Regions from separate parts of the Mus musculus genome. Here regions 1, 3 and 4 are each linked to region 2. Evidence: chromatin contacts called from public promoter capture Hi-C data. All regions are on one chromosome and are shown on one strand. The core of a region is the stretch at or near the end of the contact, and the rest is flanking DNA. Distances in the headings are between cores, read along the strand shown.

What was found. Promoter capture Hi-C pulls out the DNA fragments that hold promoters and counts their contacts.
Region 1: a contact with region 2 is called in a promoter capture Hi-C map of pre-B cells, with 2.4 times the contacts expected there. The contact joins the promoter of Taf15 here to the promoter of Zfp207 in region 2. A contact is called at or near these places in 2 of 39 promoter capture datasets (cranial neural crest and pre-B cells) and 1 of 484 Hi-C or Micro-C datasets (CD8 T cells).
Region 3: a contact with region 2 is called in a promoter capture Hi-C map of pre-B cells. The contact joins the promoter of 4930502E09Rik here to the promoter of Zfp207 in region 2. A contact is called at or near these places in 1 of 39 promoter capture datasets (pre-B cells) and 2 of 484 Hi-C or Micro-C datasets (CD4 T cells and CD8 T cells).
Region 4: a contact with region 2 is called in a promoter capture Hi-C map of pre-B cells. The contact joins the promoter of Synrg here to the promoter of Zfp207 in region 2. A contact is called at or near these places in 2 of 39 promoter capture datasets (liver and pre-B cells) and 1 of 484 Hi-C or Micro-C datasets (CD4 T cells).

Annotation. Positions count from the first base shown.
Region 1 is chr11:83,471,240-83,477,655 of GRCm38.p6, reverse strand. Taf15 (TATA-box binding protein associated factor 15) reads right to left here and starts at 4,548. Exons shown (of 16, transcript NM_027427.3): 1 at 4,450-4,548. The coding sequence starts at 4,456.
Region 2 is chr11:80,379,266-80,385,625 of GRCm38.p6, reverse strand. It overlaps Zfp207 (zinc finger protein 207), which reads right to left and starts at 2,347. Exons shown (of 12, transcript NM_001130169.1): 1 at 2,131-2,347. The coding sequence starts at 2,171.
Region 3 is chr11:84,825,525-84,832,046 of GRCm38.p6, reverse strand. 4930502E09Rik (RIKEN cDNA 4930502E09 gene) reads right to left here and starts at 2,869. Exons shown (of 3, transcript NR_046281.1): 1 at 2,635-2,869; 2 at 2,005-2,145; 3 at 1,179-1,557. It overlaps Dhrs11 (dehydrogenase/reductase (SDR family) member 11), which reads left to right and starts at 3,044. Exons shown (of 7, transcript NM_177564.5): 1 at 3,044-3,296; 2 at 6,470-6,522. The coding sequence starts at 3,150.
Region 4 is chr11:83,960,600-83,966,503 of GRCm38.p6, reverse strand. Synrg (synergin, gamma) reads right to left here and starts at 2,073. Exons shown (of 20, transcript NM_194341.2): 1 at 1,958-2,073. The coding sequence starts at 2,028. Ddx52 (DExD box helicase 52) reads right to left here. Exons shown (of 15, transcript NM_030096.2): 15 at 3,416-4,754. The coding sequence ends at 4,697.

The DNA of each region.
Region 1 (6,416 bases), core at 3,299-5,798, 3.1 Mb before region 2:
TATCTAGGTACTTTAACATTATGAACACCTTTGTGATGTAAGTGGATTGTTTTTGTTTTTACATGTACCTAACATCTTAAATTAGAATTTTTCTATCTACCGTAGGTTTTCTTTTCCTTTTAACTCCTTTCCTACTATTACATTTTCTTTATCCACAATTTTACTATTATTTATATTTTATTTCTGTGGCCTCATAACTAAATTTTTGCATTTTTCCTGGCAAAATTTACAATTACCAGCCTCCATTAAAACATACTTTACTATCTTAATGTCAACCAAAGCTTTTGCCTTTATTATCCTTGCAATTTTTACTCCTCTTCCTTTCTATAAATTAATTATTTTAGCAAAGACCAGTATGACTTTGAATTTATCTGATATCAAGATCATTATTTTCCGACTAAACTCATTATTTATTCTCTTAAAACCTTTTTACATTTTTAGTTTTCATCCGTGTAAAAGTATGCACACATGCATGCAAGAGAGAAGATGTAAGATGCACTGAAGCTGGCGATTCCAGGTAACTGTGGGCTGTAAGATGTTAGTGCTGGTAGCCAACTCTGGTTCTCTGTGCCAAGAGCAGTAGCCATAGCTCCAGGGCCCCTCCTAAAATTGTTTTCTATGGGTTATTATTTTATAATCTGTAATTTCATAGATTGCTCGAAATTATTCCTAGGCATCATGTTTGAACTAATTCTTGATTAAAAACTTCAACTCGGCTGGAGAGATGGCTCAGCCGTTAAGAGCACTGACTGCTCTTCCAAAGGTCCTGAGTTCAAATCCCAGCAACCACATGGTGGCTCACAACCATCCATAATGAGATCTGACACTCTCTTCTGGTGTGTCTGAAGACCGCTACAGTGTACTTACAAATAATAATAAATAAACTTAAAAAAAAAAAAAAAACTTCAACTCACTGAGGCTTGGTGAACACCTTTAAGCCTGGCACACATGAGGCAGGTGTTTCTGTGAGTTCCTGGCCATCTAGAGCTAGTGAGACCATGTCTCAAAAATAAGAACAATTTAACTTTTCTAGATTTTTTTCTTTTTAAAGACAAGAGTTTCCAGGCTGGAGAGATGGCTCAGCAGTTAAAAGCACTGGCTGCTTGCTCTTCCAGAGTTCCTGAGTTCAATTCCCAGCAACCATCTGGTGGCTCACAACCATCTGTAATAGGATCCGATGCCCTCTTCTGGTGTCTGAAGACATAAAGACAGTGACATTGTACTCATATAAATGAAATAAATAAATCTTAAAAAAAACAAAACAAAAAACAGGAGTTTCCTATGTAGCTCATGCTGGTTTAAAACTAGAACTCTTCCCAACTCAGCTCCCTGAGCACTGGTGACAAGTGTGTACAACAATACCCACCAAAATTTTAGTTTCTTCTCTACCCTTCTGAGTTTTGTGAGACAGACTGCAACTACATCTAAAATTCTCCTAAGTTTGCTATTTCACTTACCACTTTTGTAAATTATATCTGGGGGAAGGGAAGAGTGAGCCAGCTCATCAGGTAAAGATACCTGATATAAGCTTGACAACCTGAGTCTAGCATCTGGTACCTGCATGGTGAAAGAGACCGCCTAAGGTTGCCCTGGCTTTCACAGGTACACCACAGCACACCCACACCCACATGCTAATGAAATTTTAGAAAATTATATTTTGTTCCTTTTTTTCAAATCTATGTGGCCTTTCCATATAATATATTGTTGGGGAGGGGTTTGTTTGGTTTTTGTTTTAAATCTTCAACCTAAAAACATTTTCCCTAATCCTGTTTGTCGTTTGACTCGTTGACAGCTGCTCCTAGTTCAATATTTACCTTGAACTCACCTTTTGAAAAATTTGAGTCTCTCAGATTCTTTGGACCTAGGTTGTGAGAATTCCTCACAGTGTACTTACAAATAATAATAAATAAACCTTAAAAAAAAAACAAAAAACTTCAACTCACTGAGGCTTGGTGAACACCTTTAAGCCCGGCACATATGAGGCAGGTGTTTCTGTGAGTTCCTGGCCATCGAGAGCTAGTAAGACCATGTCTCAAAAATAAGAACAGTAAGTTTTTCATTTATTTCCAACCAGGAACCCAAAAACATTAATTAGCCCAGACTTTTTAAATTTTTATAATATTTTGTGGTCTCCTAAAGGCTAAATGAGTACTAAAAGTAAAAGGTTCCAGATTACGAACTCTTAAGAGTCTACTCAGTATCTAAGCTTCCTGGTTACTGCACACACTAGGACTTTTCCCTTTGTTCATTCCTTCACTGATAGTCCTTCAAATCTATAATTAATCTGTAAAACCAAGATTTATAAGGATTTCAGTTTTCATTATCTGGCTAACAGGTGAAGGATTCACTTGTCCTTAGATTTGCAAGACCTATACTCTCTATCAGTTAACTGCCAAAATAGCTCTATGCATACCACACTGGCTTCTACATTTTTACCATGGGTCTTTCTGCCACAGCAAACATCTAAATAAGTCAATTAAATTTCTAAGTGTAGTCTGGAATGTTTAAAGGATGTAGCTTATTAATAATACTAGTTACTTACAGGGGGGGATTTATTCTGTTAAGTGTATTAATTTAACACACATTAAACAAGTCACTTATTCAAAAGTCAAGGTATTTCATATACATCACAAAACATATTAAGTTGTATATAACAGTAAGAAAAAAATCCTAACTTAAGCCTTTAAATTTAAATCTTTCATTGAAATTACTCAGTCCTATAAAAATGTCATTGTCTTATATAAATAATTACAATAAAAAACCAACAGTGTGGACCAAATGTAGCAAGCTTGCAATGCCACTCAGGAAGCTGTTAAAAGATGATGAGTTCAAAGCCAGCCTAGGACACACTGGAAGATCCTGTCCCAAACAATCCCTGAGCACTGCTTACACTGAATCTTGGTAATTCCTACATGAAGAGAGCTATTTAATTTTCTAAGTCACGGTTAACCTACATATACCCTTCCTAAGGATGCACTTGTACATCCTTTTCTGGACCTTTACCTGGAAAAAATATGCCAATTTCTCCTCTGGAACTAATAATCCCTTGTTTGAACAAAAAGCAGAATTTAAAAAGAGCTAACTTCACTTCAGCCTAGCTTTTTCCACCATACAGGTACCCTACCCAAAAAGATGAGATTTCTAGCTCCTCAGTATCATTGCTAATCTGAGGGAAGACCATCATTCTCTGTCCCGTCTTTCTCGCTCCTTTTGAATCTTCTCCAATTGCAGATTTGATCATACACATCCCTCCAGGTGGACTGGGAAAACCTTTAGAAAAGGATTGCCAATTAATTAATAAAAGGGCAAATCTTCCAAGCATAGTGGTGCACACCTTTAGTGCCAGCGGTTAGGTGGATCTGTGAGTTTGGGGCCAGCCTGGACTCCATATCGAGTTCCAGTTGAGCCAAGGATACCTCATGAGATCCTTTCTCTCATAAGTAGGTGAAAAACTACCAAAGTCATTATGTCATCTCAGCCATATGGCTTTAGGCAATGTTTTCCTCAGAAGTAAAGAACTCTCGTTCTGGGTCTGTCTTTGCCACCTGTAAGTGTAGCCCAAAGAAAGGACCTTATGTGGTCAACTGGAACTGTTAGAATTCAGAGGACTTTTAAGTTCTGGTTTAACAGGACCCAGACTGCCTGTCCGGAGGGGGGAAAGCCTCACTTCCACACAGCAGTGGCCTCTATAAATACTAATTTGAGGAAGACGCTGTCCTTGGTCTCTAAAGTCTTAAGGGAAATGCCACGAAGACCTAAAAGTGCTCGTCAGTAACTGGCAAGGCTTAATTCTAAGTTCAGGAGATTAACAAGTGGAGGAGGGAGTACAAAGGTGAAGCCCAATAAACAAACACCGCCCCGCAACCCCAATGGTTACAGCAGAGGGAATGACCGTAGCGCGACTTCGGGTAAGGCAAAGTGCTTCGAAAAGGGCTCCCAGAGCGTAAGACTCCCACCTGATGAATGGGTGAGTCAGGAAGGCCCAGCTCCACTTCTCGGATGGGGAAACAGAGGAACGAGGTGGCGAGACGACCGGCCGGAGGCCTCGCTGAGAGATCTGAGTCGGCGCGGAGGACCCGAAGCCCCCAGTCCTCAGGCTGATGCTCAGATCTCGGCTCCCCCCGCCCTTACGATGGCGTAGACGGGCCTCCGCCCCCCCCCCAACTCACACACACCCTCCCCGGGGAGCTGCTCATCTCCCCAGGTTCCAAGGGCAGGATCAAAAGAGCTCCGGGGCGCTCCCGCCGTGATTTGTAGCCAGGGAGCGTTGGGAGCGTGCGTGCCTCCGGTCCAACATGGCGGCGACGCGGCCGCCCCCCTCCCTCCCCCCACCCCAGCCTCCCTCAGGCCGGAGTCTTTCCCTCGCGGCCCTCCGGTGGGCGGGAAGACGGCCAGAACCCACCGGACCCCTTCTCGCCGCTGCCGCTGCTCGCTGACGGAGTCACCTACCCGACATGACTAACAGCCGCGGCGCGGAGCCCCGCCACGGCCCGCGGAGAACAAGGAAAACGAAAAGCCAGGCGGCGCGGCTGCTGGAGCTGCTCTGAGGGCGGCGCGGCGGGCTGAGGCCGACTGCGGGCCCTCGGCAGCCAATCAGCGCGCGGCAGGCGATACCACTGCGCCGAAGCCGGAGGGGTGATTCCACGCCACTCCGTTCCGCCGAGCCTTAGAGTCCTCCCGGATCTCCCCTCCGCGACCGTACCATTATTGAGAGGGAATTGAGAGAGGAAAGTACCAATGCCCTCCTGGGGCTAGGGGAGGAAAGCGAGCCAGCTCGCTCCGCCCCATTCACAACCCCAGTTCTAGTTTTACCGGGTCTGGTAGACTTTGAAGCTATGAAGCGAAAGACGAGGCTCCCCTTTTATAAATAAGAACTTAATGCCTGGGAAAGTCGATTCTTCCTTTAAAATCGGGAATGGTGTGGTCGGCCTCGCTCGGGCTCTTGCTGCAGAACTTGAACCACTTGGGGGCGTCCCGAGTCTGGGCAGCGAGCGGAACGAAAGTCGTGACAAGCTCCATACCTGATCGCCTCCGGGGCTGTTATAACCACCTTGTCCAATAAAAAAATCGAAGTGAGACCAGAACAAAAATGTGACTTCAGTCTAAGTCACGCGCATAACTGGCTCCGGGAATAAGGAGACACGGGAATGGATCTTTCTTAGTCCTCTGTAACAGCTAACTCTTAAATTGTCAGCGCCTTACATCATCTCATTTAATTCGCACAACAGACTGATGAAATAGTTTCCCCCAGTTGCGGATACAGCCGGATAGCCTGAGGCTAACCAAGGGCAAAGGTGGAATTTTGAAGCCTGGTAACCAGACCCTGTTGCTAAGGGGTTTTACCGGAAAGCCGTAGAGTAAGCTCAGTTGGGAAAAGGGCTTGGAAAACTCGAGAATCTGCAAGGACATTTCCCCGAGTGAGTGACACCTGAACGAAGACCTGGGTGATGAGTTATTCAAGTTGAATTGGGCAAAAGATCTGTCCAGACTTGGTGTAGAACAAGTAATTTGATATGTTTGAAGTGTAGCCTCCAGGGGAGAAAAGTTGAACTTGCCAGAAAAGTAGGAGGGTATATAGCTGAGGCCTCTTAGTTTGAACTTTGTCCTGAAGGTGGTGGATCCACCCACTAGAGAACTTCAAAAGGTGGAGATTAGATATGTATTTTCCAGCTGTAGAATGAAGAATAGGTTGGAGTTGCGAGGTGCCTAAAAGTGGGAGAGAGAAGCGAGACTAAGAATTTTGCTCAGTGATCCAAGCCTGGCCTAACATGCTTGAGTCCCTGGGCTCAATTCCCAGCACTGATAATTTTTAAAACCAATTGAGGTAGCATGGCCCAGTACTAGAAAGTGGAATCAGGAGGACCTCTGAATTTGAGGCCAAACTGGTATACATAGTGAGTTCCAGGACACACAGGACTGCAGAGGGCCTTTTTTATTTTTGTCTTAAAACAAAATATTTTAAGCAGGAAGATCACTTGAGTGGCTTAATAATAATGCTAGTGAGAGAGATCGCAGTGCACTGGACTCATAAAGTAACTGCAGAGGGAAGTGCAGAAGTCACAGACACTTAGGAGGCCATGAAAGCCTATGCAAGAAATGGCCAGATAGAGGTGTCCTGCACTGTGACAGGGACCAAGCGGAAAAGACTAGAATGGAGCAAAGAAAGGGTAAGTTCAGAATTGATACCTTCAGGTCAGAAAAGAGCATGAGGTCCTTTCTCCTCATTGTATCTGTATAGACAGAGGATTTTAGGAACCTTTAGACAGGACCAAAAGGCAAGGCTAAAGAAATAAAGAAATAAAAGTTCTTTCATGACTATGAGCCATGGTACTTTAGCATCTGTATCGAGGAGAGGAACCCAGAGAAGAGCTTATGCAATTGTAGAGAACCAGGCTACAGGAGAAAGAAAGATCTTC
Region 2 (6,360 bases), core at 1,098-3,597:
GTATACAGCATACCTATGTAGGCAAAACACCACACACACACACACACACACACACACACTTCTAATAAAAAAGGAGGGAACTTAATATAAATTCAGTTTTAAAGCTGGGCAATTGTGGCGCATGCCTTTAATCCCAGCACTTGAGAGGCAGAGGCAGGTGGATTTCTGAGTTCAAGGCCAGCCTGGTCTACAGAGTGAGTTCCAGGACAGCCAGGGTTACAGAGAAACCCTGTCTCGAAAAATCAAAAAAACAAAAAACAATTCAGTTTTAGTATTTATATTTGGAAATTACATTAATCATGTACCTCCCGGTCTGAGAACGTAGCTCCATTGTTAGGGTACTTGTCTAGCATGCAATGGGCTGGTCAACTTCCAGCAGTTTGGATGCTGGGTGTAGGGCACACCTACAAAGCCCCAGCACAAGTGGAGGCAGGAGAAACATGCATTTACAGATTTTCGGGGCTATGGTAGTGCATGCCTTTAATCCCAGCACTCAGGAGGCAAAACCAGGCAAATATGAATGAGGCCACCTTGATCTACAGAGTAAGTTCCAGGGCAGTCAGGCTACATGGATGAACCAAGAGTTCAAGTTTTGTGATCCAGCATAGCATGAAGCCCTGCCACAAAGAACACACACACACCCCAAATTTTGACCTTTAAATTATTTCAACATTTACAAATGTACATGCTAAGAGTGTCAGCTAGACAGTAGTGCCTTTAATCGCAGCACTTGGGAGCCAGAAACAAGTGGAACTCTTAAATTTCAGGCCAGGCTAGCCTACAGAGCAAGTTCCAGGACAGACTGAGACACACTGAGAAAACCTGTCTTAAAGAACAAAAACAAATAAAAGGAGTTCCATGAAGGAGAAAGGGTTAACCAAAATCAAGTGAGCCAGGACCAGTGGCACACTGCAGGCAATCTGTGGCAGGAATGACTACATCTGAACTAGATAAACTTGGTATGCAGTCTAAGATCATAAGCCCAAATAAAAATCTTTTAGCCTGGCATACCCCATGCCTTTGATTTCAACACTCCACATGCAAAGGCAGATATTTATTCTGAGTGCCAGGTCAGACAGCAAGACTAACTCAAAATATTTCTTTTCAAAAGAAAAGGCAACTTCAAACTGGGCAGTGGTGATCCATGCCTTCAATCCCAGCACTGGGGAAGCAGAGACAGGCGGAGGCCAGCCTGGTGGACAGAGCAATTTCCAGACAACCAGACCCCCAATCCCAAATAAAAAGACAGAGGGGGGGGGGAGGCAATTTCACAATTCATTAAATATACAATAGAGTTGAAACTGGGAATTCATAATCCATTATACAACTCATGACAAAGGGCACATTCAACTAAGAATCCATAAAATTTCTTCCAGTTTCATTATTAATCTATGCATTCAGGAAATGTAAATTCGCATATACTAAGAGTTCTGACCTCGCAAGACTTTTTCTGTGAGTGCATTAAATAATTCGTGACGGATTTTTAGCTACTTAACTATTTTAAAAACAAATTTGTCTTGAGACAAATAGTTTTCTTGTAATAGATTAAAAAAAATCAGTTTAGCGTAATACGTTATCCACAAAAAAAAAAAAAAAAAAAAAAGAGAGAAAATTGTTTTCCTTCTTAACAGTTTAACCAGTCCTACAAAATTGGGTAACGATAATAGAAACTCCACCCAGTTAAGCAACCGCTTCCCCAAGATTAAGGCGCCCGAAAGAGAGGCGGAAGCCGATTCTTCACCGCGAGGGGGGGGGGGCTAGTCACAGTTCAATTATCCAGGGAGTCAGGACATTTACCCCAAACTCAAGTCCCTTTGTGGGGTCTTCAACGAAACAACGGAGACAGGAGTTCTTAGGGACGACTGCACTTGGGGAACGTCTCCAGGCCCAATGATCGCGACAAACAAGCGCCTGAGTCACCGAGTTCAGCGCCACCAAACTCCGGAGCCCTCTCGCCCGAAGAACCCCATTTTACAAGAAACCACCCCAAATCCTAACCCAGCCACAGCACAAAGGCTCGGCTGGGCCCGGCCGGGCCCTACCAAACAGGCTTAACCCAAACCTATCAGACTTGTGTTCTCAAGAAGCGACACCCACGCTCGGCCTCCACGTCAACCCCACAAAGGATACCAGCACCACGGCTTGAGCTGCTTCTTCTTCTTGCGACCCATAACTGCGCCCTACAGAACAGGCAGAATAGAGGCGGAAAGAAGCTGGAAAAAACAAAAAACAAAAAACCCAAGAGACTCGCAGAGTTCTCCACACCAACCGCCACCAGCGCGTCCCGCAGGAAACAGACACAAAATGGCCGACACCCTCGTTCTATCTCCACCTCCCATCAGCCACCGCGGTGAGAGCTGTGCGGGTCACGTGACGCAGGCTTCGGCCCTGAGTGGCTGAGCGGGCGCTGCCGCCATCTTAATGGGGTTAAGTGGTGGTGGCGCTCCCGGGCTGAGGACGCTGATCCTTTAGAGCTTGGGTCATCCAGTACGTCGGCTATCCCGTATGCAAATTGAAGGGAGGAAAAGATTAGGAGTATAATTAAGGATAGATTACAAATAAATAAAGATAATTGGGACATGGTCAATTTGGGTTTTGTTTTGTTTTGTTTTTTGCTGTTGTGTGTTTTGCTTTTATTTTTTGAGATGGGTCTCTTCATAGCCCTGCTGATAGAGGAAATGACCAAGCTGGCCTCAAACTCAAAGATGCGCCTGCTTCTGCCTGCCAGCGACTGTTTGGGATTAAAGGCACACGCCCGGATTGCGACCTGGTCAATTTTTAAATCTTGTTTCAGTTGCCTTTCGGGAGTGGGGCGTATATGGTCAAGGAAGAGTTACCGTTTTTTTTTTCAGTGAACCACAGTCTAGGAAGCAGTATGGGTGAGATCAGCAGTAGCGATAAGGGAAATGTGAAGTGCTTCAGAATCGCAAAAAGGCAATCCTTAAGCGGCTTCGGAGAACATAGGAATGTTTAGAAAGATGAAAGAAGATGCAGTGGGAGAAAGCTTAAGTTATCTTATTACCTGGGTCTTGTGTCTGTTGTCCCAGCACTCAGAAGGCCAAGACAGAAAATGCTATGAGGCTAAGACTTAGAGGCTAGCCTGGAGAACAAAGCCTGATCTTGTCTTTGAATAAAAAAAAAAAAATTTTTTTTTTAAAATGCAGTGAGCCAAGCATGGATGGTGCATGCCTTTAATCCCAGCACTCAAAAGGCTGAGGCTGGTGGATCTGAATGTATAGCCAGGTTCCTGCCTACATAGAACATTCAGGGTTATGTAGAGAAACCTTGTATCGAAGTTTTAATTACTGATAAAATGCAGTGTTTGAGGATTTGAACTTAAAAGTAACAAGACAGGAAAAGTGTTGCTGGCAAAAGATAATCCTGGAAAATGTGGCAAGGAAGAGTGTAAGAGAATTGGATATTGTATATGCTGAAGTCTCTTGAAACCACAGAAAGGTTCGCAAACAAAAAATGTTGGTGGAACATGCCTGCAATCAGGGAATTCCAGGAGGCTGAGGCTGGAGTTAAAGGTCTAACCTCAGTTACATAGTGAATTAAATAATGCCTGGGATACATGAAACTTCATTTAAAAGTAAGATTGAGGGGCCTGGAGAGATGGCTCAGCTGTTAAGAGCACTGAAACTCACTCTGTAGACCAGGCTAGCCTCAAAAGCAGAAATCCGCCTGCCTCTGCCTCCCAAGTGCTAGGATTAAAGTCATGGACCACCACTGCCTGGCTTAATTACTCCTTTTTTTAACTTTTACAATTTTCTAATACTGCCGCCCAAAGTCTTAGGTTGCCTTTCAATTCTGTCTGAATTCTGTCTTCGGGACAACCTATACTGTGTTTGCACAGATCTATGAGAATCTGATGTTTCTGAGTTCATACGGTTGCTAGGACACTACCCTGTTTTCATGAGATGAACCCCATAAGTGGAATCAATAGGACTCTACAAGCTTGTGCTTTAAAAATGTAGAGTCACAGCCTTGCCTTTAATCCCAACACTGGGAGGCAGAGGCTGGCAGATCTCCAGCCTGGCCTACAGAGGGTTCCAGGACAGCTAAGGCTACACAGAGAAACCCTGTCTTATCAAACAAACAAACAATAAACAAATCAGTAAAAGAGAGAAAGAAAGAAAAAAAAAAGAAGTAAAATCAGGGAATATATCCATGAAACATTTCATGAGTTGTGTTTTTATATTTTCTCAACAAACCCAGGATATTGGGGTCATTTTTAACCTGTTAATATAGATCAGATAGTTAAGGGGCTGGATCTGTATGGGTCTGGAGCTTAGTAGGTAGAATGTTTGCCCAGCATGCACAAAGCTTTGGGTCAACCCTAGGCATTCCATGGAAGCACAGCCTATAATCCCAGAACTCAGAGAAGTAGGCTCCAAAAGGTGATGTCTGACCTCTGTGTCATTTAGTGTGTACATTCCATGCTTAGACCCTACACAATAATGTGAAATTTAAAGATTTATTATTAGTAGTTATAGGTGTATGTGTGTGTCTCTGTGCGTTGGGTGTGTATAACAGGGCCCCAAACCTTAACACAACTGCCTCCATGATGGAACTACCATTTAGGATAGCACTCAGCACTTAGACAGCACTGCCAAAATGGCCTGATTCATCAAAGTTCATAGATATGGGAAATTCTCTAAATGGACTAACGTTGCTTTTTTTCTCTCTTATAGTTCTGTTTCTGGCTAACTGCTCTTGTTAACTAGAGTACGTCAAAGCAGGACAAGATTATTGGGCTAAAAGCTCACCTTGGGAAGTGCTCAGAACTACACTAGGATCCTGAATGTGCACAGTACTTTCTGACTAGCTAACCAAGACTTTCTCTTGGCCTAAACCCACGTCTGAGCAGTCTTCTTGGTATAGATGTCCAAGGAGACCATGAACCTCTGATCTCTCTGGAACTGGAGTTAACAGGGAGCTGTAAATCTCATGACCTGGATTTTGGAAATTAAACTCAAGTCTTTGGCAAGAGTAGTACGTGCTCCTAACTACTGAGCCTTCCAATCCCAAAAATTAAAAATAAAAGTCTTTTTGAGACAGAGTTTTTCTGTGTACCCCTGGATGTTCTAGAACTTTCTCTGTAGACCAAGGTGGCCTCAAACTCAGATATCCTCCTGCCTCTGCCTCTGAGAGCCAACATCCTTGTCTAGCGTCTCAAAATGCTTTTTTTTTAAGATTTATTTTATTTATATGAGTACACTGTAGCTATCTTCAGACACATCAGAAGAGGGCATCAGACCTCATTACAGATAGTTGTGAGCCACCATGTGGTTGCTGGGAATTGAACTCAGGACCTTTGGAAGGGTAGTCAGTGCTCTTACCCCATGAGCCATCCATCTCTCCAACCCCCAAAATGCTTTTTTATAAGTATCCTTTGCAGAACAAAAGACTCTCCCCACAGGATGGGGGAAAATATTGTAAACCATATATCTGTGAAGGGGCTTAGGTCTAGAACATGCACACAACAACTCAGTGATAAAAATACGAGCCATCGCCGGGCATGGTGGAGCACGCCTTTAATCCCAGCACTCAGGAGGCAGAGGCAGGCGGATTTCTGAGTTCCAGGACAGCCTGGTCTACAGAGTGAGTTCCAGGACAGCCAGGGCTACACAGAGAAACCCTGTCTCAAAAAAAAAAAAAAAAAAAAAAAAAAAAAGAGCCAACCTTCCTAGCCTGTGAGGACAGAGCAAGAGGTCATCATTCCAAGAACAAGAAGAGAGAGGGTCCTTTCCTGACACCACACCTGCCAGGCCCTCCTCCATCTGTAACTTCCCTTCTTCCAGACTGGGAGAAATACATTTCCATTTTTATTTGTTCTTGGATTTGCTTGTTTGTTGAGATAAAGTCTCACTTGTGTATCCTTGGCTGGCTTGAAACTCACTGTATATGCCAGCTTGGCCTTGGACTCAGAGATCTGCCTTTGAGTGCTAGGACTAAAGGTATGCACCATCATTTCTGTTTTTATAAATGGCCCAGTTTATGGTACTTTCTCATAAAAAGCCGACCAGTCTGAAACAGAACGGTATTTAGCTGGGTTTGTTTCCGCTATGGACCTCTTTGGATGGCGCACCATCCATCGTGGTTCTGAGTGTTTATGAATGAGCGTTTTCCAGACCCTGGACTCTTGTCCCTTCACTTTCTTCTGTACTGTTCCTGTCTCTCTCAGTAAGAGCACTTCCCTATGATTGCTGGTTTTTCCTGTTGACTTTCATCAGTTCTAACAGATTTGTTACAAGTTACTTATATTAAAATCCATCTAGGGGACTGGTGAGATGGCTCAGTGGGTAAGAGCACCCGACTGCTCTTCCGAAGGTCCAGAGTTCAAATCCCAGCAACTAC
Region 3 (6,522 bases), core at 1,620-4,119, 4.4 Mb before region 2:
GAACCCGAGTTGCATGAGGGATAAAACTGGGTAATGGGTGTTAAAAGGAAAAGGACTAAATACATACATTTTATGAATCTGTCAAAGAATAAAAACAAAATCGGATAAAAAAGAAAAATCCCAGTGCTGGGCATCAGAGACAGATCCTGAGACGTACTGGCTTGCTGACCTACTGCACTGGTGCTCCAGGCCAAAGAGAGACCCTGTCTCAAACAAGATGGGATCAGTAAGGTGATGCAATGGGGAGAAGGCATTTGCCACCAATCCTCAAAACCCAAGCCTGGTTCCTGGGATACACATGGAGAGAACTGATCCCCCCCCCCCCCCCCCCGCTGCAAGTTGTCCACTCTGACTGCATGTGACATGCATGTCTGCCACCAATAAATGTATAAATGTATTTTTGGTTTTTGTTGTTTTTGGAACTTGCCACGTAGATTAGGCAGGTCTTGAGCTCATGGAGATCTGCCTGCCTGTTTTTCAAGGTCTGGCATTAAATATGTGTGCCATCACATATGTCATGAAAGAAAGATGGACGGTTACTGAGGAACCACACCAATTTACTCCGCCCTGTACATACACATGCCTGGGCACTTGCATATAAATGCACTTGGCACACAACACACAGACTAGGTTGAATAGCACTGCAAATGCATAGTTAGGGCTTTGTGCCTCTGTGACAATTCTTGGCCCCCCAGACAATGTAGTAGGACGTGATGTCTGGACAGTGGGGCTGGCCAGAGTGAATTGTAGGGGCTCCCTGTCCATTAGATTCCAGATGGGCAGCAGTGATGCTTAAGTTCCGTTTTCATCATTGGCATCCTTTGTCGGTAAGGCCTCATTGCCCCTCAGACTGGCCTTCAACTGAAGATGATCCTCTTACCTCAGCCTCATGAATGTATGGTGTGTTTACAGGTGTGAGTCACCACACCATAGGTAGTTAGTTGATGGCATTTCTTTAATCAAGCTTTGGAATTGTCTTTAAAATGGATTGTAGATCACTGAGCAACATCAAAACAACTTTGGAAAGATACTCTCAGCTAGGCATTTTTTTTTTTTCTTTTTTTATTAGGCATTTACTCTGCCAGCTGAACTACACTCCTGGCTACATAAGATCTGCAAAAGCAATAGTTTTAATATTGCCCTTCCAGCCATATGAAGGATAGCCAGATGGGTGCTTAGTGAGTGAAAAAATTTTATTCCTATTTTAAAAATGCATTGGTATTCTTGATTGCCTGTGTAATTGTGTGAGGATATTAGATCACTTAGAGCTGGAGCTGCAGACCTTTGTAAGCTGCTAGGTGAGTGCTGGGAATTGAACCAGGGTCCTCTAGAAGGACAGGCAGTGTTTTTAGCCTCTTGAGTCATCTCTGGCCCCAAGTGAATTTATTTTTTTTCTTTTAAACTCAGGGTCTCACTAGTTCACACTAACCTCAAGTTTACAATTCTGCCTCAGCCTCCTAGGACTGCATCAGCATGGGTTGTGTGACTGTGGTAGGCACGCACGCGCCTGGTCTTTGAGCTTCTTATCCATGTCCAGAAATCATAAAGGATGGCTATCTGAAGAAGGTAGACATCAAACAGTTTGTTGGTTTTTTATTTTTATTTTTTGTTGTTGTTGTTTTGTTTTGTTTGAGACAGGGTTTCTCTGTAGCCCGGGTTGACCTGGAACTCACTGTACACCAGGCTGGCAACAAACTCAAGAGATCTGCCTGCTGAGTGCTGAATCAAAGGCATGTACCACCAGCTGGCATTATCAGGCATGTATGGGTACACTGTTGGTGTCTTCAGACACACCAGAAGAGGGCATCGGACCTTTTTCGATAGTTGTGAGCCACCACCATGTGCTTGCTGGGAATTGAACTCGGGACCTCTGGAAGAGCAGCTAGTGCTCTTAACTGCTGAGCCATCTCTCTAGCCTTCATCACACTTCTCTTTTTTTTGTTTGTTTTGTTTTGTTTTGTTTTGTTTTGTTGTTTTTCACACTTAATGTGCCAGTATACTTACTGTGTTTGAGAAAGGGGCTCATGTTTCAGTTGGCCTGGAATTCACTCTCTACTAAAGGATGGCCTTGAACTCGTGGACCTGTCTCTTATGTCCCCTTACCGGCTTGTGCCACCATGCCTTGTGGTAGAGCTCTGTTGGCTCCTGCACAAAAGAAAAACAAAAATATTGTTTTTGTTGTTTTTTTCGAGACAGGGTTTCCCTGTATAGCCCTGGCTGTCCTGGAACTCACTCTGTAGACCAGGCTGGCCTCAAACTGAGAAATCCACCTGCCTCTGCCTCCCGAGTGCTGGGATTAAAGGCATGAGCCACCACGCCCGGCTCAAAAATCTTATAAGGGTATATTATGCATGCTGTTTAAAGTTATGGCTACCACGTGATATTCAAGTTGTCAGCTTCTGCGGGTGACTATTGATGTACATCGTGTAACATTTGCGCCGTTGTAGGACTGGGAGTGGTTGATGTCAAGGACGGTTGAAGACGTGGTGCCATTTAGGTGTAGAGTACTTGGGTATTTTAACCATTTACTTGGCCAGTGAAGCCAAAGGATCAGGTACAGTGAACAATAACCCTTCCTCAGGTCAACTGGCCTTGATGGCAGAGGCCCTTAAGCTTTTTGGATTGAATCCTTACTGTCAGTCACCAGTGGTTTGGGAGGGCACTGGAGTAACCTTTAGATCCCCCATCCTGTCCTCAGGCCTTTGGAAGTAGGGCTGATTGAGCAAAGGAGGCCTTGAGTGCGTGCGAGCGTGCGTCCTCTTCCTCGCAGATGGAGGCTCTCCACCGCAAAGGGAAGCGCTCACGGTAAAAGCAACTCCACCGGCTGTCAGGCCCCACTTCCGCGGTGGGCCCCTATCCTCAAGGCTGTGCGGTTTCCGCCTGTCGCGGGAAGGACGGGCTCGTGCGCGGGCGTGGGCGTGTCCGGAAAAGGTGGCCACTCGGACGCCATGTGGCCCAATGCGGAGGTCCCGAGGGCGGAGCCCGGGCCGGAGGCCGGGCCAATAGTGGGTGGGTCTAGGCGCAACTCCAAGTTGCCGGCGTCCCCCACTGCAGTGACCAGGGAGCCACCGATCTTCAGTAACCCCAGACTAAGCTCCCCGCTCCCAGTGCCTGGTTCGCCGAACGAGGTGGGCAGACGGCTCGGGACCATGACTAGAGCTGGCATGGAGCGGTGGCGCGACCGGCTGGCACTGGTGACGGGAGCCTCGGGGGGCATCGGTGCGGCCGTGGCCCGGGCATTAGTCCAGCAGGGACTGAAGGTTGTGGGTTGTGCCCGCACCGTTGGCAACATCGAGGTAAGGCTCCGCCAGGCAGCGGGGACGCTCTTGGGGGAGGGGGGAGTACGTCGTTTCCATGGGGCAGGGCTTTGAGTGAGGGGAGGGAGAGTTGCCGTGGCCGGAGCCAGAGACCCTGCTCTTTTTGAGCCTACTACCCTAGGGCCATTTGCAACGGCCTTGAGAGCAGGAGTGCTGTTTAGTAGCGAGAGGACCTAAGTTCTCTCTAAGTTCTATTTTTATAAGAGCCATTCACTCCTGATAGTTCGTGTCGCAGCAGAGTACCAAATCCTGACCCCTGGTATTCTCTTCCCTTACCCCTGCCATCTTGTGCCCCCTATACTGGCAGGTGAAAGAGGAAGCCAGAGGTCAAGGGCTAGCTAGGCAGCCAGGGAGAAGGGGGAAAAAAAGAAAAGAAAAAAAAAAAAAAACTGGCTAGTCTAAGTGACTAGGTTAGTTTCATCTTGTCCCCAAACCTCACCCAAGCCACACCGAGTAAAGTGCTGGCCAACCAATGAACAAGAAGCTAGTGTTTGACCCATGACTGAGGGTGAGGTTAGGGTGGAAGCTAGCTCTCCTTTTAATTCAAATCTGAGCTCAACTCACATGCCATGAGCCTAAAGAGTGAATGGAATATTTACTTGTAGATCTCTTTCTCTCTCTCTCTCTCTCTCTCTCTCTCTCTCTCTCTCTCTCTCTCTCTCTCTTTTCTGATTCATTTTCCTAGGTGGGACTGAGTAGGTGAAATAGGGCATTAAACCTGTAAGTCTTGAGAAAATAAAATGTTACGGATCCAGAACTCCCTAGTTTTTCTCTTAACATTCTTTTGGGGGTTCCTGGAGTTATGAGCAGCATCAGATCAGAAAAGATAGGGAGGAGATGCCATTTGGGAGAAGACAAGAGAAATTCCCATTATTTGCCCTGGCAGGACCACCTGCAGGGCTCTATCTTCACCATGGCTCAAAGTCCTCTGACAGAAAAGGGTAAGGAGGCCTTGGGTGGAGGCAAAGGGAGAAGTTGTTGCAGGAAGGAGGACTGTCCCCTCCCCAGCTACTGGCCAAAGGTACACTTTATAGCCTCTCAGATAATCCCAAGGTCACCTGCCTCCACCATTGCCTCACTTCACCCTTCTCCTTCCCTGGAGAAGCACAGGGCCCAGCCCCATCTTTGGAGCTGAGAGGATTAAGGCCAGGATTGGACAACTGGATTCCCTAGGTTTTTTTTGTTTGTTTGTTTTAGTTTTGATTCCCTAATTCTGAAGCCAGTCTTGCCTTCTTTTCCACTTCTCTACCCTAAACTAGCCAGCAAAGGGATTCCCCGAATCCTAAGGGAATCTCCAAGCAGATCAGTCAACCCTAGGGTGGCTGCATGTCATTAAGAGAGAACCTCTTTGCTGTGTGGGGACAGCCCTGATTTCAGGTCATTTTGGAGATCAGATGGAGATGGCAGAAGTGAAGCAAGGAGGGACAATGACAGAGAGATGGATAATGTTCTACACATACACACACACACACACACAGACATACATACACATAGACACACAGACATACACACAGAGACACACGTATACATAGAAACACACGCAGATGCACAAACACACACACAGACATACGCACATAGACAGACATATACACATACAGACACATAGACATACATACACACATAGACACACACACACAGACATACACACAGACACACACATATATACACAGACACACACACAGATACAAACACATAGACACAGAGACATACACATACAAATAGATAAGTATACACATAAACACATAGCTTTGCTGCTGAGGACTTTTAGTCTGGAGGGAGATGAATTCCTTTTCTGGGTTCTTGCTTACTATCTGTTTTTATTCATTGATGAATTTGCTGATATTAAAACTAAGTTTGGGTTCTGGTATTCTACTGGGAGAAATCCTATTCTGTGAGGTAGACATGGACAGTAAAGTCAGGTGGAAGGGGGCTTCTGAGTCCCAGAGGGGCACTATTTTTTAAAAAATTATTTATTTATTATTAGTTGTACGAGTACACTGTAGCTGACTTCTGACGCACACCAGGAGAGTGTATCAGATCCCATGACAGATGGTTGTGAGCCACCAGGTGGTTGCTGGGAGTTGAACTCAGGACCTCTGGAACAGCAATCAGTGCTCTTAACCATCTGGGGCATACCATTTCTTAACTCACAGAAAGTTACAACAGCCACCTATCTAGTTCTAGGACATCCAGAACTACATAGAGAGACTCCATCTCAAAAAAAAAAAAGAGCAGGAAAGAATTTATTTGGTCACCTGATTGAGCCTTTTATTTCTAGCTTCACTGGGGAGGAGGAGGGCTCTAGGCCAGGGCAGTTGGCCAAATTGGCTTTCCTCTATGGCAGCTTCTCCCCGCACCCCGCTGCAATCACACAGTCACCTTCACAAGGCTCAGTCACTCACTGGCCTCCCACAGCCTACTTGCTTCCAACTTCTAAATGTCAGTTCCCTCCAAGCTCAGTGGCTCTGCTTTCTCAGGGCTCTACGGAATGTCCTGAGGATATGCACAGGGAGTGTCTAAGAGTAGGTGGGGAAAACTCAGGATGGGGCTGGGGTAGTAGAGATTAGAGAGTCTGTCTTGACATCCTGACCACTTGTAGGGAGAAAGAGGAGCACTCCGTTGAGAGCTGTGTATAGGACTCACCTTTAAGTTCTGTCTGCCTCCTGGGAAGAGAAAGTGGCAGTTCAGAGCTGAGCCCTTCTGGGAGGGACTGGCTGATGTTAAAGAGAATTTGGGCCCTGGAGTAACCAGCTCAGCATGTCTTGGCAGTCAGTGGTGGAGGAATGACATGGGGCCAGAGGTATATGTAGATTTACTTCCAGGTATTAGAAGGTGTCAAGAGAATCTCCTTCGCATCTCAGGATCCCTGCCTCCCCCCTTTTCCTTAGCACTGAAGACTTTCACGTATATGTGAGACTCCTTCTTGATCGGCTTGATTATTTTCCTTCACTCAGGGAGTGTCCTCAGCCCCTTAGACTTTGACCAAACAGACCAAGCTTTGGGGATGGGCAGACCCTGCCTCTCTCGTATGGCCAAAAGGTGGCTGCCACTAGAGCTCTCTGGGTAGTGACCTGGGAGGGAAGGCTGACCCTGGGTGGGGAGGTTTGGGAGTGAGCAGCACACCCCAGTTAGACTCCTGTTGGGTTTCATAGGAGCTGGCTGCTGAATGTAAGAGTGCAGGCTACCCCGGGACTTTGATCCCCTA
Region 4 (5,904 bases), core at 824-3,323, 3.6 Mb before region 2:
ATTTACATGTGTAGTCATTCCACATGATTACAAGTGGGGTCACTAAAGACTCACCCAGACTGTTCTCAACTCTGTTGCTTTACTTGGTTAAAGGCAAATACTGTCATTTATCCGTCTCAAGCATTTACTCTAGGATAGTCCATTCAGTGCAAGAGGCGAAAGCGGTTGTTTGCATGTGGCTGCCTTTGGCTAGCCTTTAAGGAAACTAAGTAGCTAAAAGAAAGTATTTAAGAAACAGTATCCAAGGCAGAAGGCAGCCCTCAGAGTCAGTTGCAGCTGGTAATTTCTTTCTCCCACTGAAAGCTTCGAAAGAAGAGTGTTGGCTTCTGTTTTTCTTCAGTTATACTCTGCTACTTTGTTAGGTTTCTTATAGATAACTTCAGCTCTTAGTATCGCTTTCCCCAAACCAAAATATTCCTGAGTATACAGTTTCTCAGCCCCCAAAAGTATCTAACAAATGTAACACCAAATACCCTTCAACAACCATTGTAATCACTTTGTGTCTCCTATGGATTTACTACCTGTTGGAGTGCACATGAGTTTATTGCCCATGCTCTTTCCCCTAAGACAGGATCTCAGGGTACCCAAGCTAACATCAAACTCTCCCGATAGCTGAGCATGTCTTTGAGCTCCTGATCTTCCTGCCTACATCTCCTCAGAGCTGGATTACAGGCATTCTCCAGTGCAGCTCCTTGGACCAGTGGCATTAAAATACTACAAACCAAACTGAGCAACACACTGAATTTTTCTGTGCCCAGGGGGTCTTCCTTTTTTTTTTTTTTGAAAACATTTGTGCCTAAAACATGAAATTCTTTGAAAATTTCTAGGACTGGTCCCATTATTACTCATACATTTGATTAGATTAATAGAATGCCACTTTAGAAATTGTCATCCTGTATATATTCTGCAGGCAAAAGCAATTTCTAATGCTCACTAATGAAAGACCCCAACGAAACAGTGACAAAACCAGAGGAGGAAGGAAAATGTTTTAAGTTTAAAGTCAAAGACTGTAGAGGAAGCAGAAAACCTGGCCACACACCGTTGCTTTATTCAAGTGACTGCTTTTTTTCCTTCCGTGAATGAGTGTGTGTGTGTGTATTCACAATATGCACCTGAAGGAGACGGTTACTTTAAAATCTTTTACACATTTGAAGTGTAGGTGATTCCAAAATTAAACTATACATTAAAAAAAAAACCCAAATACTTCGCTTTCCAAAGATAACTTAGGATATTTAAAAATAAAAGCTAATTTTATCTCGGAATGTGTGTGCTATATGTCAGCTAATTAAATAAACACAAACTGAGTCATGATAGAAAGGGGAGCAGACTTTCTGGAATCAAACATTTTGTCAAATGAAAATGAACTTGAGTTACAAACACCCCTTTACCATTCTGGATACAGGGAGCATAGCCTAAAAATTATCTGAAATAGAACAAAGAGCAGATTTTTATTTTTAAAAGGAGCTCAATAAAGTCTGGAAGCTTTTGTTTTAAGAGGAGCATACTGCTCTTGGTCAGTGAATTTTCTTTGTTTCAAAATGTCTATTTTAAAAGGAGTCAGACAAATGTTTTTTTCTACTAAACGGGCTTTATCTCAAGACAATTACTAATTCAAAGGTCTTCAGATTTTTCTATTTGTATGTGAAGAAAAGAAAAAAGGACTGGACAGGACGCTCTATGAGAGGAAAGACAGTACTGTACAGTCTTAAAACGGTTCCTCCAGCTTTGCGACTAGACCGTCACAGCCTTCGCTCCGACAGCAGCTCGAGCCCAGCAAGCCTAGCAGGGACTCGCGGGCGCTCGAGGCCCCGCGGCAGGTGCGGTGGCGCCTGCACCCGAGCGCGCTCCCCGCGGGTCCCCAGGACGCTCGCGCCCCGCAACCGCCGCCCCTGCGCCCGGCCCCACCTGCCCACCCCGCCGACCATGGCTGCCCACTCCGCCCGCCCCGCCGACCCACCTGCCTGCCCCGCCGGGCCCCGCGCCCGCCCCCGCCGCGCCGCTGGCTCCGGCTCCCGGCCGCAGCGCCATCTTGCTCGGGGCCGCCGCCGCGCCAGCAGCTGTCAGCCGAAGACAGGCACTTCCGGGGCAGACACCGCCCCACCAAGTCGGGGCCGACGACGGGGCGGGGCTGCGCGCCCACGTGACTTCATGGCCCCCGGGCACGAGCGGCGCGCCCCGGTGGCATTCTGCAGGAGACACAGCACTGCGGCTGGTGTAGTTAGTTTGCAAACCCGGATCTGCACTAATGCACACAGTAGGTCCTGATATAACCAGATGATGGAACACAGGTGCTTTTCTGCTGTTCCTTTACACAGCAGTCGGATCCTAGAGGGCCTTTACAGCTGTTTCCCTTGGCACTCTCTCTTCAGCATCTATTACAGACACTGACAGTACCTTTTACTTAAGTCAATCTAGAGCATACATGGACCCAATACACACGAAGAGGATATCCTCCAAGGTGCCCTACTCATGTGGTCGGTTTTGCCATAGTGAGGCACCGTGAGCACATGCTGAACCTACACAGGGTATTTTTACTTTGACACCTCCAACCCTAACCAAGCTACCTGGAAGTAAAATGTGTTGAAAGTAAGTTTGTTAAGCTCTTAGATAATGGATCAATCACAACCAGTCCCTGCCACTTCTTGCCTTACAGCTTTCGCTGAGACAATTATAATAGGTTATTAGTTTACTAGACCAGTTTTATGTGCATTTAATAGTCTGATGTCCCTGAGTTATTACTGCTATTTTAGAAATGAGAAAAAAAAATCTTGAAAGAAGTTCTTGTAATATGCTCAGATCTTGGAGCTGCAGTGTGTCCACACCAATATGTCCTCAAAGTCCTTGGTCCTTTAACTAGGACCACGCCCACTATTTGTGAGATCTGTTTTCCTTGTTTGGTCTTGTTTACTATTTCACTTTTCCTCTTCCCTGGTCAAAGCTAGCATTTATATAGGAGAGTCCTTACTGATATGTATAGGAGTTTAAATCCATTCCTGACCCTTTTTTTAAAAAAAAAGCTGATACAAGTTTTGTAGCTACTTCATGGACTGGGTGGTTGCTCAGAAAAAATAAAGAGAAAATAACTGAATGGGGATTATCAACACGATCTGTTACCATCTCTATCTGCATCCGTCCAAGGACACTCCCCACCTGTGTTAAGAGTCTTGTTAGGATGCTTTGAGATCACAGCCCCATACCACATAATCGTTTCTATACTTCATCACTGCCGTTAGTTGCTAAAGAGTGGTGCTGTTAGCATACAAAGCTTCAGACACAGAGATAGGCACTTTTACTCTTAAAACACAGGAAAAGCTGAAGGTCTAAAATGAAAATGCAGCCGCAATGGTTTCAAGTGTATACCCACTTCAGGATATACACTGACTCAACTCTCTGCAAGAACAAAACAATTACAAACTTTTAGTTTTTATTCTCTAGAGCAGTTTATTTAAATGAAGCCTGATTTTTTTTTTAAATCTTTATCCCATCTATTCAATATCAGTCTCATGTCTGTATTCTCAGCAGTAAAGGGGCTGAAACAGGAGGATTGCTGTGAGTTCCAGGCCAGTCTGGGATACAGAGATCCCTTTTCAAAACAAATACACATTTAAAAGGAGGTCTACTGTGCTGATTTTAGACTAAAGTATCAACTGCCTAGAGTAAAGGAAACAGGCTTAATTCAGTTGCTGGCAGTCACTTATGTTGTAGTCCTGTGGCAGCACAGGCCCTGAGAAATTCTAGGCTCCAGTCTTAAGTGCTTCAACTTGTACCAAGCCTTTTTTATTCCACTGTACAAAGCAGGTAATTAAGGAAAACCTGCATACTGTGCACTGCCTTGGTCCAAATGATCACAGTTCTCTGTGGAGGGTGGCTGAAGCCCATCAAGTCTCAGCAAAGATAAGCATCTGAGACAATGAAACGAGGTGTATCGTGTAACGGGAATGTTCTTCCTCATCAGGATAGGATAGAGTGCTATCTGCTTTCAGGCAGTCATCTTGGTGGAAAGAGACAGGAAAGAACATGGTTAAATGATGGAGAATGAAGTCAGACAGGGAAAGGCTGATCATAACCTTACAGTTGCAACATTATGACAGCTAAGCATAAGCTTCCTCCCCAGTGCAGTACAGGTCAATTTCAACAGGCTCAAGTTTCCAATCCTCTGGAATTTGGATAACCACAGATGGGGGACCTCCTTACTGTGGCTCCTACCACAAAGAAACACTAAAGGGAGTGCTAGGCTCCTTCCTGTGTCTGGCCTGTGCTGCTGCTCTTGTTTGCATCCCACACAGCGCTGGCTCTCCATACACACAAGTGTGGATGGTGCACTCAAACTCAAGGTTTTATTTTAAAATTCTGTTCCAGACGCCTCTCCACAGCATGCATCACACTTTCCTTCACACTTGAAGGGCAAAATCCTTAAGAGTTCACCACACTTGGGTGTTATTTTAGCATCGGCTCTTGTTCTTCTATAAGAAGTATCTCTCTGGATTCAGGCAGAAATGCCAATGCCTGTTATTTTCATTGTATAAATCCCACCTACAAAGTGAAGCTTGATGCATCACTACATCAGAACCATTCTGTCCTCTCATATCCTTGTGGATTTCAAATGTTTGGTAAAGATGGTTGTAAGTACTCCATGAGAATCCATGCCAGGCTCATAAGTTACACTGCAGGGATTGCCTTCTAAGGTATTTATTTTTTAACTTTTCTCTTTGAGAGTTTCTTTCTTCTTGCTGTTTTGGCCAGCAACCTTTTTCCTATGAAAAGGAAGACATACTGAATTAGAAATTCCATATGAATTTACTTCTATAACCTAACCGAGGCTAAATAAACATGTGCTAAAAGTTACCATACAGCAAAGCATCCGAGGAGCTGGGAACAAAGATGTTTCCTACGTCTTGGTCTAGCATTAAAATCACTGTCCATATGAAAAACGTTATAACCAACTACACTACTACATAGCACAAAGGAGAGAGTTTGGTCTTGACCCAGTGGTTCTGTGGTAAGTACTGGACACTGCTGTTAAGTGTTGTTTGCACATGCACTTTCAAATAAGACAACGAGGCAGAATGGATAAAACCTGCTGGTCATCACACATTAGACAAGCAGCTTGCCCAAGTCACCCAAGAAAGTTCCTATTAGAATCAGTTTTTAGGCTCCAAATCCAAATCCACCCCTCACCACACCAGGCTGGGTCTAGACACTGAGGGATCGGGTCCCAAGTTTAATGTGGAAGCTGAGCTGAAGACATAAACTTATACACCCCAAAGCAACCTGTGTCTGTAATGGAGAAAGGAGCATGAACTAGATCATGATAGATCTTGTTCTTATGTTTAGAAAGACGGTCTTTAAATTAGAAGCAAATGGAAAGAAAGCCTTAAGGGTATGGTTGATACCACAAGACTTAACCAGCACTTCCAAGGCTGCTTGTAGCTTAGTTTTAATAAGCCCAAAAGAATGCTATAAACACAAAACGTTTAAAGTGCAATTATCCAAATAATAATAATAATAACGATTATTATTATTAAAGAAAAATACTGCTGTATCCTATTCAAATTCAATGATCTCCATGTTATGCTCCATCTGACCTTCAGGCTCCAGAAAAGCCTCCACCAGCTTCTATTCAGTACCCGAGAGACATCCACTTGTAATCTTAATTTAATCTCTGACAGGTGCCTAACAGCTTTCATGAGATTCCAGACAAACTACCTGCCACACAAAAACTCTACATACACATAAACACACATGTATATACACACACAGCCCTACAACACTGTATTAAGAATTCATAAAACTGAGGAAGTACCAGTGAAATTTAAACTATTAAGCTTCCAAATCTTTGTAAGTTTGTAGTGTATTCCTCCACACTCACTTTCGAGAAAACACAAAACTCTGGGACACCCTGTG